Regions from separate parts of the Sus scrofa genome. Here region 1 is linked to region 2. A link is a contact called in public HiChIP or PLAC-seq data. All regions are on one chromosome and are shown on one strand. Each heading gives the region's core, a stretch centred on a gene start, on an enhancer-like site or on the middle of the called end of the contact. The rest is flanking DNA. Distances are from core to core; before and after follow the strand shown.

Evidence for each region. HiChIP or PLAC-seq counts read pairs in DNA pulled down with a chosen protein or histone mark.
Region 1: an H3K27ac HiChIP or PLAC-seq map of skeletal muscle shows a contact between it and region 2, with 4 times the contacts expected there. The contact joins two enhancer-like sites. A contact is called at or near these places in 1 of 47 Hi-C or Micro-C datasets (embryonic fibroblasts) and 1 of 2 datasets of contacts at active chromatin or transcription factors (skeletal muscle).

The regions. Positions count from the first base shown.
Region 1 is chr13:16,874,149-16,880,430 of Sscrofa11.1, reverse strand. TGFBR2 (TGF-beta receptor type-2) reads right to left here. Exons shown (of 7, transcript XM_021071493.1): 7 at 4,603-6,282. Among named protein-coding and RNA genes, the nearest start is that of TGFBR2, 93 kb to the right of the region's middle. Within about 2 kb of position 1,585, at least 3 of the 83 cell types and tissues checked have an H3K27ac peak or open chromatin away from gene starts, as enhancers often do. A contact at or near this core is called in skeletal muscle, where this site is marked.
Region 2 is chr13:16,616,327-16,623,253 of Sscrofa11.1, reverse strand. No RefSeq gene overlaps it. Among named protein-coding and RNA genes, the nearest start is that of TGFBR2, 160 kb to the left of the region's middle. Within about 2 kb of position 2,208, at least 17 of the 83 cell types and tissues checked have an H3K27ac peak or open chromatin away from gene starts, as enhancers often do. A contact at or near this core is called in skeletal muscle, where this site is marked.

The sequences.
Region 1 (6,282 bases), core at 336-2,835, 260 kb before region 2:
ATAGTGAACTAGTGAGTTTATCACAGTTACACACACAGGCACACCAATACACATATAAACACATATAGAAAACAGCTCTAAAAACATACATAAAGAATATATATATATAAACTAATAAATGCAGGTCTAATGTTCAAGCAAAGTTCTCAGTGTACATATCCATTTCAAACAAAGAGCTAATAAATATAGCTGGCATTAATAATACTTAGTGTTTTTTCACATATGTTTTTCCTTATTATCTCCTCTGAGTTTTTCCAGCTTTCTAATGTAGGCAGGATAGGGAGAGTCCAGATAGGGCAAAAGAGCAATAATGGAAGAAGAAGTGGTAGATGGAGGAGCTTGGGTGAGACCCAAGACTCCTAGTCCCACAGGGCTCCATATGTACCACCACAGCCACACCAGGCACACTGACAACCCAGCCTCTCAAGGATAAGGGTGGTCTCTTTACAGTTACAGGGAAATAGGGCTTAGCTCCCTCAAGAGTCTGTTTTATCCAAAGATTTTGGGAATATCATGTCTTTAGTATGACAACAATACAACTTCATTTGGAAGCAGATATAATAATGCTTATATGCACTCTGTTCTAACCACTTTGAAAACAGTAGCTCTGTTTTTATACTAATTCTTACTACTCTCCCAGGGAGGGTCTACCATTACCCCATTTTACATGGTAGGAAACCAAAGGAATAAAACGGTTAAAAGGCTTACATCAAGTCAGACAGTCAATGCAGAGTTAGGATTTGAACCAAGGAGGCCTGACTCCAGAGGTCCCAATTTTAAGGATTTTGTTATGGATATTCAGACAAAACATGATTTTGAGGCATTTTATCCTTTTTGATGACCCTCTGGCCCCAAGGCTACCATTATTCTGTTGTTTATACTGCAGACACGAGATGGGGAAGATTTGAGGACAATCTCAAAGTGTTTTGCTGCACAAGCCGCACGTGGAGTGCCTTTTCAGGATCAGGGATGTGTGTGCCTGTGTGTGTGTGTGTGTAGAGACAAGAGGGAGAGAGCACACATTTCACACCATGTGCAATTTTAGCTTAATTCAAATAGGAAGACTATTAGCAAGCTATTTTTAAATGCACTGAAGATCAAGAGGTGTATTAGAGTTAAATTACACTCTGTGAGGCTGATTGGCAGGCCATGTTGTGGGAAAGTTCACAATCTTGTCTTTATCTGCATACTTTGCAAAGTAGGCCCAAAAGCCATGGCCCCAAACTCAGTGTGTGGAGCTATAATTATTCAAGTGAAAAAAAAAACTAATTAGAAATGTGATAAGTAACAATTAGGCAGCCTATTTCGGGAGGAAAATGAACAAAATTGCAAATGCCAACTGTGGTGACTTTTGTGAAAAAGGATGGGCATGCTTGCATACAGGAAAAGTTCTCTGTCACCTTGGGAAGGGATTTCCCTCAGGACTGGACTATTAGTGTGTCATTTGCATAGAGAGCTTAAAACAAAACCCACCCCTGCCAACTAGAAACTCCCAGGCACCAGGAGTGCCTGCATCCAGAGCTGCTGATGGTGCAAGGATCAAGACCCTGCCAAGTGTGCTTAGAGACTTACTGCCAACCAGGAATGCTCCTGACTTTGCAGCAGCCAGAACTGAAAGAACCCAGGCAAAACATAGCCTGCAAGAGGGGTCAGAACATCTTGGCTCCTGTTCTGGCTGGAGCACTTGGGCTGGAGCCCAGAGTTCACATGCCTTTGAGAAATGACTTTTGCTTCCTGGGCTCCCTGATGGCCACTCCTCGCCCCTCCAGTGCAAACTGCACCTTCCCCATCTGCATTTCAGGCTAAGGAATTAGACCCCCAAGTATTCCAGGGTTCCACCTTGCCCTCCAACTCTGGCCTCACCTTGTGCTCAAGGTCAGAGTGAGGCTCTGAAGTCTGACTGCTTCATTTCAAATCCTGGCCTTAAGACTGCTCACTGTGGGGCTTTTACTAATACCCAGGGAACATTTGGCTCCCTGCCTCTTTTTCCTTGCTTCTAATACAGAAGTAAGACTATATCGTAGGTTGGTAGTGATGATTAAAACAAATTTTAAAAGATGGTAAAACAGAGAAGATGGTGTTTGGTGCTTCCCGTGCTTCAGAAATTTTAGTGATTCACAAGGATTTGCTTCTTTAGGGGAAGCACACTAACCTTGTCATTCATACTCCCAGCTCCTGCGGTTGCCAGAAATAAAGACTGTTATCTACTTAATGCAGTAAAAAAAAGTCAATTTGGCTATAATTAAAATCAGCTATATTTCAAGCAAAGGCTGAATGTGTTTATTTTTTTTCTAGTACGTGTTAAAATAAAAAAAAACAAACCCACTAAAATAATGTTTTTAAAGTTTGGCACGATCCGAGATCTGAATCCATCTGAAAGACTAAGCTCATTTCACACATTAGATAACACTATTCACTCGTCTTCCAGTTGTACTCTCAGCAAAAATTTAGACAGCATTTCTTATATGCATGGGAAGTCAGCTGGGCAACAAGGCTGAGATTATGCCTCATTTGTCCGCATCAGGCAACAGCCCCATGTGGGGTGGAGGTAGAAGAGAACAATGCTGGTGCCATGTGAATGGGGTAGGACACATTCATGGTGGTGCGGTACACCCAGGTCCCTCAGGAGACAACATTAATTAGAGAAAAGAACCAAGCAATCTTCCAAATTGTTATTCCAAATTCTGGGCTCCAGGACAATATGGCTTTGCAAGCAGAGTCTACCTCTGTGAGACCCTAGGCATCTTCTGGAGTCCTCTGAGCAGTTTTTCTCATCTGTAAAATGGGCATAGTACCTACCTCATAGAGCTAGTGGAGGAGTCAGTCGAATGACACAGCGGGTCAGCAAACGGAAGTTCTCCCAGATCATTGGTCTCTCACAGGGCAGGTTCTTTCCTGTTGTCCAGGCCTGCAGTTTTTGTGTCCACTTCCTCTGCTTTGATAATGTGCTCTAGGATGTACCTCAAAATCTGCCTCCTTAGAGAGCAGCCCTGGCACACTAAACCAACCTAATATTGGCCCATATGGACTGAAGGCTTTCCAAGTTCAAGATGCAGCTCCAAAAGCTTTGCATGCATTGCCGATCACAGCAGTTTCTGATGTAGGATGAAGCCTGTAAAATTCCATTGCACGCAGAATTAAACAGGCATGGAGAGGTTAAGTAATTTGCCCAGGTCACACAGGTGGTAAATGGAGGAGCTGTTAATTGATAAAATTAGTAACCTCTAAAATTGCCGAGCTGCTAATTAAGACGAGGACTATAACTAATGTCCCCAGAATAGGACCACATCATCTAGCTAAGAGGTTCTCAACCGAGAGCGATTTGGTCTCCCAGGGAACATTTGGCAATGTGGCATTTGGTGGCATTCTTGGTTGTCACAGCTGCGGGGTACATGCACCATTGGTGGAAATGTAAATTGGTGTAGCCACTATGGAAAACAGTATGGAGGGGCCTCAAAAAATTAAACATAGAACTGCCATATTACCCAGCATTTCTACCTCTGGGTATTTAGCCAAAGAAAATGAAAATATTAACTTGAAAACATATCTGTGCCCCATGTTCACTGCATCATTATTTACAGTAGCCAAGAAAAGAGTACAACTCAAGTGTCCATTGATGGATGAATGGATAAAAAGAAGTGGCATATATATAAAAAAAATTAACAAGGGAATATTTTTCAACCATAAAAAAATCTTGCCATTTGTATTTCACATGGACAGAACTTGCAGACATTGTGTTTAGTGAAATAAGTCAGACAGAAGAAGGCAAATACCATGTGATATCACTTTTATGTGGAATTTGAAAAAAGAACAAGAAGAAAATAAGGAGTACAGAGAACAGACTGGTGGTCACCACAGGCAGGAAGTAGGGAGTGGATGAAATGGGTGAAGGGGAAGAGAATATAGAGACTTCCAATTTGTAAAATAAATAAGTCATGGTATGCAATGTACAGCATTGCAACTAGAGTTAATAATATTGTATTGCATATTTGAAAGTTGCTGAGAAGGTGAATCTTAAGATTTCTCATCACAAGAGCAAAAATTTGTAACTATCAATGGTGATGGATGTTAACTAGACTTAACTTTCGTGATGATTTCACAATATATACACATATTGAATCATTATATTATACACCTGAAACTAATGTAATGTTGTGTGTCACCTATACCTCAAAGAAAAAGCCCCAACTGGCATGCTCTGGCTGAGTGGAAGGAAGAGGGAGGACACCTGGCAGGAGGAAAATGATACCAGCCCGCTACTGTGAGAAGAGGCAGGAAGAGAAGGAGTGGGCAGCCACCTGTGCCACGCCCTGTGAGAAGCTGTGTGTAGATGCCAGAGGCTCCCAGGAGAGCAGGTGGACATGGTGGTTGGGTATGTAGAGGAACAGTGTGTGGGGACCTGGGATAAAGGGCAAGCCACCAGCAGCTTCTCCCACATCTCACAGTTTGCTTTTTAAAAACAGGGACCTGACACTCAGTTGAAGAAGACAATGTATGTGGAAAAGTTGGAGAGGATTTGTCCTGTGGCTTTTTTCTGCACAAATGCAAAATAACCAAATGAGGCTAATGGTCTTCTATGAATAGGAACAGGAGTCAGGAAGCTGACCTGAGTATTTTTGCTTTATTTATATAAAAGACAAACAATGCATAGAATGAAAATAAGTGCTTGAGACATTTGATATAAAAAGAGTATATAGGATTCACATTCCTATTTTAATACATGAGTATGAAGTGTTCATAAAAGAATAAAACTTTCCCTTTAAGTATAGTAGTGAAAAAGTCAGTATTTTTAGGAAGTACAGAATGTTATTCCTTGGTCTTTTTCTTGAATAAGGAAAAAAAAATAACATAAAGCAAGCCACAGTATCATTTGACACTAGATTCCAGTTTATGCTGATGATGACCCAGAAGTGCTAAGCTCTTCTGAATCTTGGAAGATCCCATTAACAAACTAGTATTCTGGAAATTCACCACTAGAGGTCAGTGAGCAATAGCTATTGGGATGGCATCAACAGCCCTAAAGTGCACAGCATTTCTGGGCACTTCCATGACATTGTGGTCAAGCTGTCTTAACTGTTCTCTCAGCCCACCTCTACCGAAGCAGCGTTCCAAAAAGTTCCACCTAATCCCAAGTTTCAGCATGTCTGCTAAAACCCCAATGAGATGAGACCTTCCAAAACCCAAGCAGAGCTGATCTGATCACTGCCAGTCACGCTTCAATATTCCTATTTGGCTGATAATAAGCTTTAAAACATTTCTTTAAAAGATACTGTTATTTGCAGCATTAACACTTGTTTGTGGATTAACAAGTTTCCTATGGAGTATTAAAGCTCAGTCTTTGTTCTTGTCCTTATGGACACAGAATTCCTAATTGCAAATGGGACTCCTGTGTCCCTCATTCAAATTCGGCAAAGCTTGGAAGGGCAGGTGTGCTGGAGAAACCAGTAACCATGACCAAAGCTTCTTGGAGTAAAGGGCTTGCCTCCCAAATGCAGACAGGAAGGCTGTTAATATACAAGCAAGAGAGAATTGGTTTAAAGGGAACTGCCCAAAGGAGGTCTCCACTGGTCCCCCAAAAGCCAACTTCAAATCTTAACCCCAGGAAGGGAACTGAAGTCCTTTTACATAGCCAGAGAATGACTGCACGAATGTCCACTTCTCACAGGGGACCTTGGTTAGGGGGCAGGTTTAATTCTCAGACTGGGGTGGGGGTGGGCAAACGTTCACAGGGGGAAGAGAGCAGCTTTCTAAGGGTGTCCACACCTTCATCTGTGAAGGATGTGGGCCAGAGAGAACTGGAAACCCCCTGCTATCTACTCTTACTTGGGGATCCAGATTTTGTTGTTGTTGTTGTTGCAAAATCTCCAAATATTTAAAAAGTGGCTTGGTTTTGTTAAATGCTATCTTGGCCAAGCAAAACACACATTCACAGTGCCTGAGGAAACACTCCCAACTGTGGCAGTGCTGTGCTGCTCAAATACCACTTGGCCAGAATGCATTTGAGCCCCCCAGAGCCCAGAAGGATGGAACATACTGGTGTTTGCATAGAAAACTGGAGACTGAAACCAAGGGAAGAACAACTAAAATAAAGAATCCAGAGGGCAGATCTGTTCCCTTTTAGGAAAGAGAACACTAACAGGGATAGGAAGAGTATTTTTTTTTTCTCTAAAGGAACAATTTCTCATTAGTAGATGTGGCAATTTCACAGTTGGGGGAAATGCGTCCTGATTTTCCTGCAGCTTTGAAGGTAGAAGATGGGGTTTACAAGGTTTAAGCAGTTAG
Region 2 (6,927 bases), core at 959-3,458:
CTGTTTCCTAGAATGGTGTTTTAACACTTTGTTGTGGAAACTTCTTTAAATTTCTTCAATTCAGTAGCATCAAGTGTTTTTTCTTACCGTCATTTTTAAGACCTTTTTTTTTTTAACAGAAGTTTTAGGTTCACAGCATAACTGAGAGGAAGGTACAGAGATTTCCCGCATGCCTCCTGCCCCCACACATGCACAGCCTCCCCCACTGCGAACATCCCCCATCAGAGTGCTGCATCTGTTATAGCTGATGAACATACATTGACTCATTATTATCATCCACATCCACAGTTGACACGAGGATTCCTTCTTGGTCTTGTACAATCTACGGTTTGGGACAAATGTGTAATGACATGTACTACCATTATAATATCATGCTGACTTTTTCACTACCCTGAAAATCCTCTGTGCTCTGCCTGTTCATCTGCCCTCCTCCCTAGCCCCTGGTAACAACTGATCTTTCCATTGTATCCATAGTTTTCTAAATGTCATGACCCTGTCTTTTTTTATTCTTAAATAAGATCAAATGCTTTCAGTCTTTAAAGGATAATCAAGTGACAGAATTCTTACTCCAGTTCACCCAGAAATATGGCTTTCTTGTACCTTTAGAGCAGAGCTGTGCAGATAAGAATTCATGTTTAATGGCCAAAAATGGTGGAAAGCAGGGAGTTCCCTGGTGGCATAGTGGGTTAAGGATTTGGTGTTGTCACAGTTGCGGCTCTGGTTGCTGTTGCAGTGCAGGTTTGATCCCTGGCCTGGGAATATCCGTATGCCTTGGCTACACCACCCCCGCCAAAAAAAGCAGTGGAAAGCAGTCAAAGAACATTTACATGAGTTCTACACCAAGCCTGCTTAAAAAAACACCCTTCCTTAGTAGGCACAATTGAGAACATTATCATATGCACAGAGTGTTATCAGGTGATTGTTTCACGGACCCCTCCCCAAGCCTCATCAGTTCTATCAGGAAGAAACAAAACTCCAGTTTCACATTCCAAGGTCCTCTAAGACACCCAAGGAAAACCCATGTTTAGACAGATCAGAGGAACTCTTGGTTCTCACAAAGCAGATCAGGAGCCTAGAAACAGAGAGGGGCCCTCCACAGCTTTGCAGAGGAGGTGTCCTGATGCTCTGGGCTGGGCCCTCTTTTGTAAAGGCTGGCCCTGCCCATGTTGGCTTAGACACACCCATGCCGGGAGAGGCTTGCATGCTCTCCAGCTGCCATGAAAGGCCAGGCTTGCCTTGGGAAGTGGAGCCAAGAATAATTAGCTGCTGTTCCCCTGGGAGCCCAGGTCCCCAGAGAAGGCTATTCTGGGAGGGAATGCATAGTTGACAGCATCCAGGCAATGAGGGCCAGAGTGTTGGTTGACGATATCCCAAGTGCCAAGGCAGGAACCATGTCCTGTGTAACTATTCTCAGTCTCTCACCTCGTACCTGGTACAGTTAGAGTCTCATCAGGTGCTTTTTTGAGTGAATGAACAAACAGAACTTACTCTCTAAATAAAAGATATCCCCCAAACGCTCAAAAATCTTTCTTTGCACAGAGTTCTTAATGTAGTCAGTGACAGGGATTGCTTCTCTGCTGTCATCAAAATTGGGCCTATTATTAGCATGGCTTGTAGTTGATTCAACTGGCCCAGAGTTGGTATGCCATGAGCCTTTAACTCACAACAAATGATAACCACAGGAAACATGTGCCTGGTGCAGGCAGAAGACTGCACAGAGCTGTGGTTTCTCTACATATGCACACGTTTTATTTTGTTTTTTTCCTGTGTAGAATTTCAAAATTGAAAAACCACATGCCTTGAATTATAAATGCAATAAACAAATAACATTAGCTCTCTTTCTTGCTCTGTTGTATTTAAGGATGATGCTCTGGGATAATTTTCATCTGGGGATAGAGGTGCTATATTGCTATTGGGGCTAAAGCCATAAAAATTATCTTGGCTTTTTTTAGGTAATTTCAAAAATAGATCACAAGACGTTAAGCCTGGGGCCTCTTCCAATTGTGCAAGGGCTGCAGTTACATTAACAATTATGAGGGCAGAAGCTGTGTCAATTGTAATCACTTTTAACATCATTTTTGGGCCATTATAGCCATACCGTGTTTTGGTGAGAACATTTAATCTTGCTTCTTTATTCAGATACACTGAAGGGGCTTCTGTAGACCAGAAGTTGACCAGCCATCTCTGTAAAGGGCCTGATGATAAGTATTTTATGCTCTGTGGCTTGTGTGGTGTCTGCTCTGCCTGTTGAGTCTGATGTGTGGGAGCACGTCAGCAATACATGAGTGAACAAGCATGGCTGCTTTCCCATAAAACTTTATTTATGGACCTGATATTGCAATTTCGTGTAATTTTTATTCATCATGGGATATGATTCCTTTGACTTTTTGCATCCATTTAAAAAAGTGAAGTCATTTTTAACTCACAGCTATATATGAAATGCAGATGATAGTCAGACTGGGCTCATGGGCTATAGTTGGCTGACCCCCTGTATTAGACTCCCTCCACCTCATCACACATGACTCTCACTTGCTTTTTGTCAATGGCTGACTTTCCATTCAGACTAGGGCAAAACCCATCACCCAGGGCCCAGAACCTATTCCACTGCCCTTGGCAGCCACCACACAGCCCCACCAGTCACACACCTGGAATTTCTGTCTCCTCCTCCCATTTTTAGAATAGTGTAGAAGAACTACACCTTGGGACAGGAAGCTGGCATCATGAAGTTCATCAAAGGGACCAAGCCATTCAACTCAGAAGCATGGAGCAGTTAATTGCCAATGAGGCCCTCTTGGTTCAATGGGAGGGGGCCTGCTTTGTCCATGGTATCACTGTTTCTTGAGCAAAATATTCTGAGGAATGCCACCTGGCTGAGTGTTTGTACCTTTTAAGTGGGATGCTCTGTCCAAAATATCCATCTCCCAGGAGTTGCTTCCTACGCTTTCCTTTCTCACTTTCCTTTTTCTGATCTCTGGTTGCCCTAGGTTTGTAGCTCCCTTATAAAGCACTTAATCCTTTCCTCAGGCTCTTTTTCTGGGGAACCCAGCTAAGACATTCTTAAGAAGATATACAAACACTAAAGAGTTCTCAGTCCAAAAGTAAATAAATAAAAGTAAGAAGTCTATCATTCAGTGTACTCAAAATACACGATAGGGATTCTGAATTCAGCCAGGGCCAGTCAGTTCCTGTAAATGCATGAGCCAGTGAGGAGTGATGCCAGCTGGGGAGCAGGCCTCCTTCAAAGAGGGAAGACAGAATTTAGCTTCAGTGATGCCAGTGCCCTGTAGGAAAGTGGGCTCAGGAGTCCCAGATCTTTCTATTCTTCCAGACTAGTTACCCATCTCAAATTTTGTATGAATTTTCCGTAGTTTTAAATGTTGGGAACTAATTTTACAGCTATAAACTCCATGTATGGTTAAACGTGTGGGCTAGAATTTGTTCATGCAATCTCTGGCTTGTGCCCTAGCTGGGGAGAGCATGTGCTAAATGAGTTGTGGAATGTGAGAGAAGCAACCAAGGAGAACCAGGGAGTGCCTCATGTAAGAGGTGTGTCTCAGGTGTGGCCATTTTTTCTTTGTCAGTTCCCCCGGAAGAAGGATAAAGCACTCAACTGTTCACAGTTAGGGCTCTGTTCTGTTTGTTCAACTGAGAAGACTTGGCCTATGATTTTTGGAAAATGCCATGTACTACCAGTCCTGGAGTGTTGTATGTGATCAAGACAGGAACGATGGCTGATATTTTTTTTTTCAGTCTCATACCCAGTGTTTGCCTATTTTCTGTGACATTCCAAACAGGGAGGAGTCTTACTTGTTTGAAGACCTCTGCTCAAAACTCTCCAAGCTTTTGATTTCATGTTGACATTTGCATAAATGTGAGTGCTGCATTCACCTTACATTTATTTCTTTTTAAAATCTTTTTAGGGCTGCACCCATGGCATGTGGAGATTCCCAGACTAGGCGTCAAATAGGAGCTGTGGCTGCTGGCCTACAACACAGCAATGAGGAATCCAAGCCGCATCTGCAACCTACACCACAGCTCACTGCAGTGCCAGATCCTTAACCCACTGAGCGAGACCAGGGATGGATCCCATATCCTCATGGATAGAGCTGGGTTTGTTTCTGCTGAGCCACAACGGAAACTCCCTTACATTTATTTCTTTTACCCTTAGCCTGACTTTATGTTTATCTCTAGGTAATACATTTCATATTTGTCCTATTCTACTGAGGAGAACTTTATCTGGAAAATAATTAGTTTGTCTCATAAAATCTTCCTTTTTTTGGTTAAAACCTCTCAGCTCCTTCAACCACTCTTCCCAGGCATTACTTCCAGTCTTTTCGCTATTTTCTTAGTCTGACCATGTGCTTGATTGTCTAAATCTCTTAGGACCTGGAACCATACATTGAAAAAAACTTATAGAGAGTTCCTGTTGTGGCGCAGTGGAAATGAATCCGATTAGGAACCATGAGGTTGCGGGTTTGATCCCTGGTTGTGGGTTAAGGATCCTGCGTTGCTGTGGCTGTGGTGTAGGCCGGCAGCTATTAGACCCTTAGCCTGGGAACCTCCATGTGCCGTGTGTGCGGCCCTAAAAAGACAAAAAGACAAAAAAAAAAAAAAAAAGAAAAAAGAAAGAAAAAGAAAAAGAAAAAAACCTTATAGAAAAGACTTGGTTACTGTAGAGTAAAATTAAATTACCAGTTTCCACACACAGGATGCTACATCTTGATTAATTTAGTCTAATACTGCATTTATTTTTCAGGTCTCCATGCCACACTGTGGATAATGTTATACTCAACTGCACAGGAATTAATCAAATGCATTCTTTTGAATTTGTACAGTTTTCTGAATTCATTTAAACCTGCTCTGTTTTATATTTATAGTCATATTTTTCCTTGGCTCCACTTTCATCCTCATTTTATTTTATTTTTTTTAGAGAGCATATTTGCAAGCTGCCTGAAATACTTTTGGAAATGAGATGGAGTATAAAGGAGTAATATAGAAGACACTATAACCAATCATTTTTATTTCTCAAAGTTACAGAAACAATGCTATTTTCTTGAAACCAGCCTGGATTAAGGATTCACATTTCACTATTCCTTTGGCAGCCTGTCAATTCATATTTGTTTACAGAAATAGTTCCCATGGAGATGTATGCTGGTGAATACTTTTTCTAACTCTGTGCATATACATATATATAAACATACACACGTATATTTATATGTATATATAAATAGTATAGTTCTATACATATAAAATGAACATACATTCCTTGAAGCAGTATCTGACTCAGAATTTCATGGTTTCCAATTGTCATTTTCATTGCTTTAGAATGGGTTTTATTGCCATCTGCTCCTGTCCCATTTTTCAATTCCAAGATTATATTTTCATGAATAATTTTATCAGAAATCTTGAGAGTGCCATCTTGCCTATAGGTAAATCAAATCATCTGGTTAATAACCAGGTCACCCCAGCACCAAGGACATGGGCCAACATCCTCTGGAACTTAGATGGTATCAGGCAAGATTTGACCAAGGAAACTGAACCAATACGAGTGGTATACTGTAAACTTTTTTTTTTTTAGCTATTCTGGCGCTCTGTGGCATATGAGTCCAAGCTAGGTCGAATCGAGCTGTAGCACCGCCTACGCACAGCCACAGCACGCTGGATCCAGCCGTCTGCACCTACACCACAGCTCACGCACGCCGATCGTACCCACTGAGCAGGCAGGACCAACCCGCAACCTCATGGTTCTAGTCGATTCGTAACCACTGGCCACGACGGAATCTGTAACTTTTTTTAAACTGAGATTTGACTGTTCACAGTTGAAGGAAATGGTTAAATAGTCTGTGTGTGCCTGTTGTTTCTCACTCTAGCATTGGAGTCTGAAGTCAGCAGGGCATGCAGTCAAGGAGAGATAAATATGAAGTGGGAGAGAAAAAAAGACAAGCAAATCCAGGAGGATGGCCTGGAAGCCCAGTCTGGAACCTTCCAACTTTAGTGATGGGAGTAGCCTGCAGAAGAAACTGCCATTTCACCTGGTTGCTGAGCCTACACCTGACCTGGGAACCTGGACCTGAAGGAGCAAGTGCCAGGCCCTGCTCACCTCCACCAGGTGTGTTCAGACCAGCTATCACACAGGTGAGCCCCTTCAGGGCCTGCCCATGTGCCTACCCTGACCTTGGAGTTTGAGAATAACTGGTTTACGCTTAAGTTCTAAACCCCACTGTATACATTTCTTGTAGCTCAGTCTAAGCTGGAATTCCACAGTGGAGGGAATACCGACAAACACCGTTCCCACTAAAACAGCATTGACACAGTGCCAATCTGCCACCCACTGAAACTTGTAGTCCCCTGGAGACAGTCTGAATGAGAGTTGTGTGGTTTTTCTTCCTGTCCTAAATCCTTGTCAGGTACCTCCGTCCCACTCCCCAGTTGTGTCCTGGGCGGGGCTGACATGTTGGCTAATCCCTGGGCATCGCTGTCTCAGAAACAGAGCCCACAGTGGGGGATGGAGAAGATGCCACGTGGGCATCCTGGCCTTTCCCTGATGCGCTTGTTGCTCCCTTCCCCCCTTGGGGTTGGGGCTGCAGCAGGTTCTCATGTTGGTTCCCAAGTAAACAGCCCTGCTTCCTGGCTTTCTCTAATCAGGTTGGCAGGGGGGATGTGGCCGCCTCTTCAGCAGCCTTCCTGTGCTGACAACACTGTTTGTTCCCATCTCCCGGGGGAGAAGTCGTCTTATCTTTGCTGTGCAACATATTTGGGAAAAACACATTTTTCTCTTATAGGAATTGATTATTGTGTTTCTTGAGACTAAAAAGGAAAGTCTTTCTGGTCCCAAACACTGACTTAAAAAATCATCTAAATCCCTCTTACATAGCAGAAAAAAGGACTAAAATAAGTGGTGATTTGTGGTGCATTTTGATTCACTCT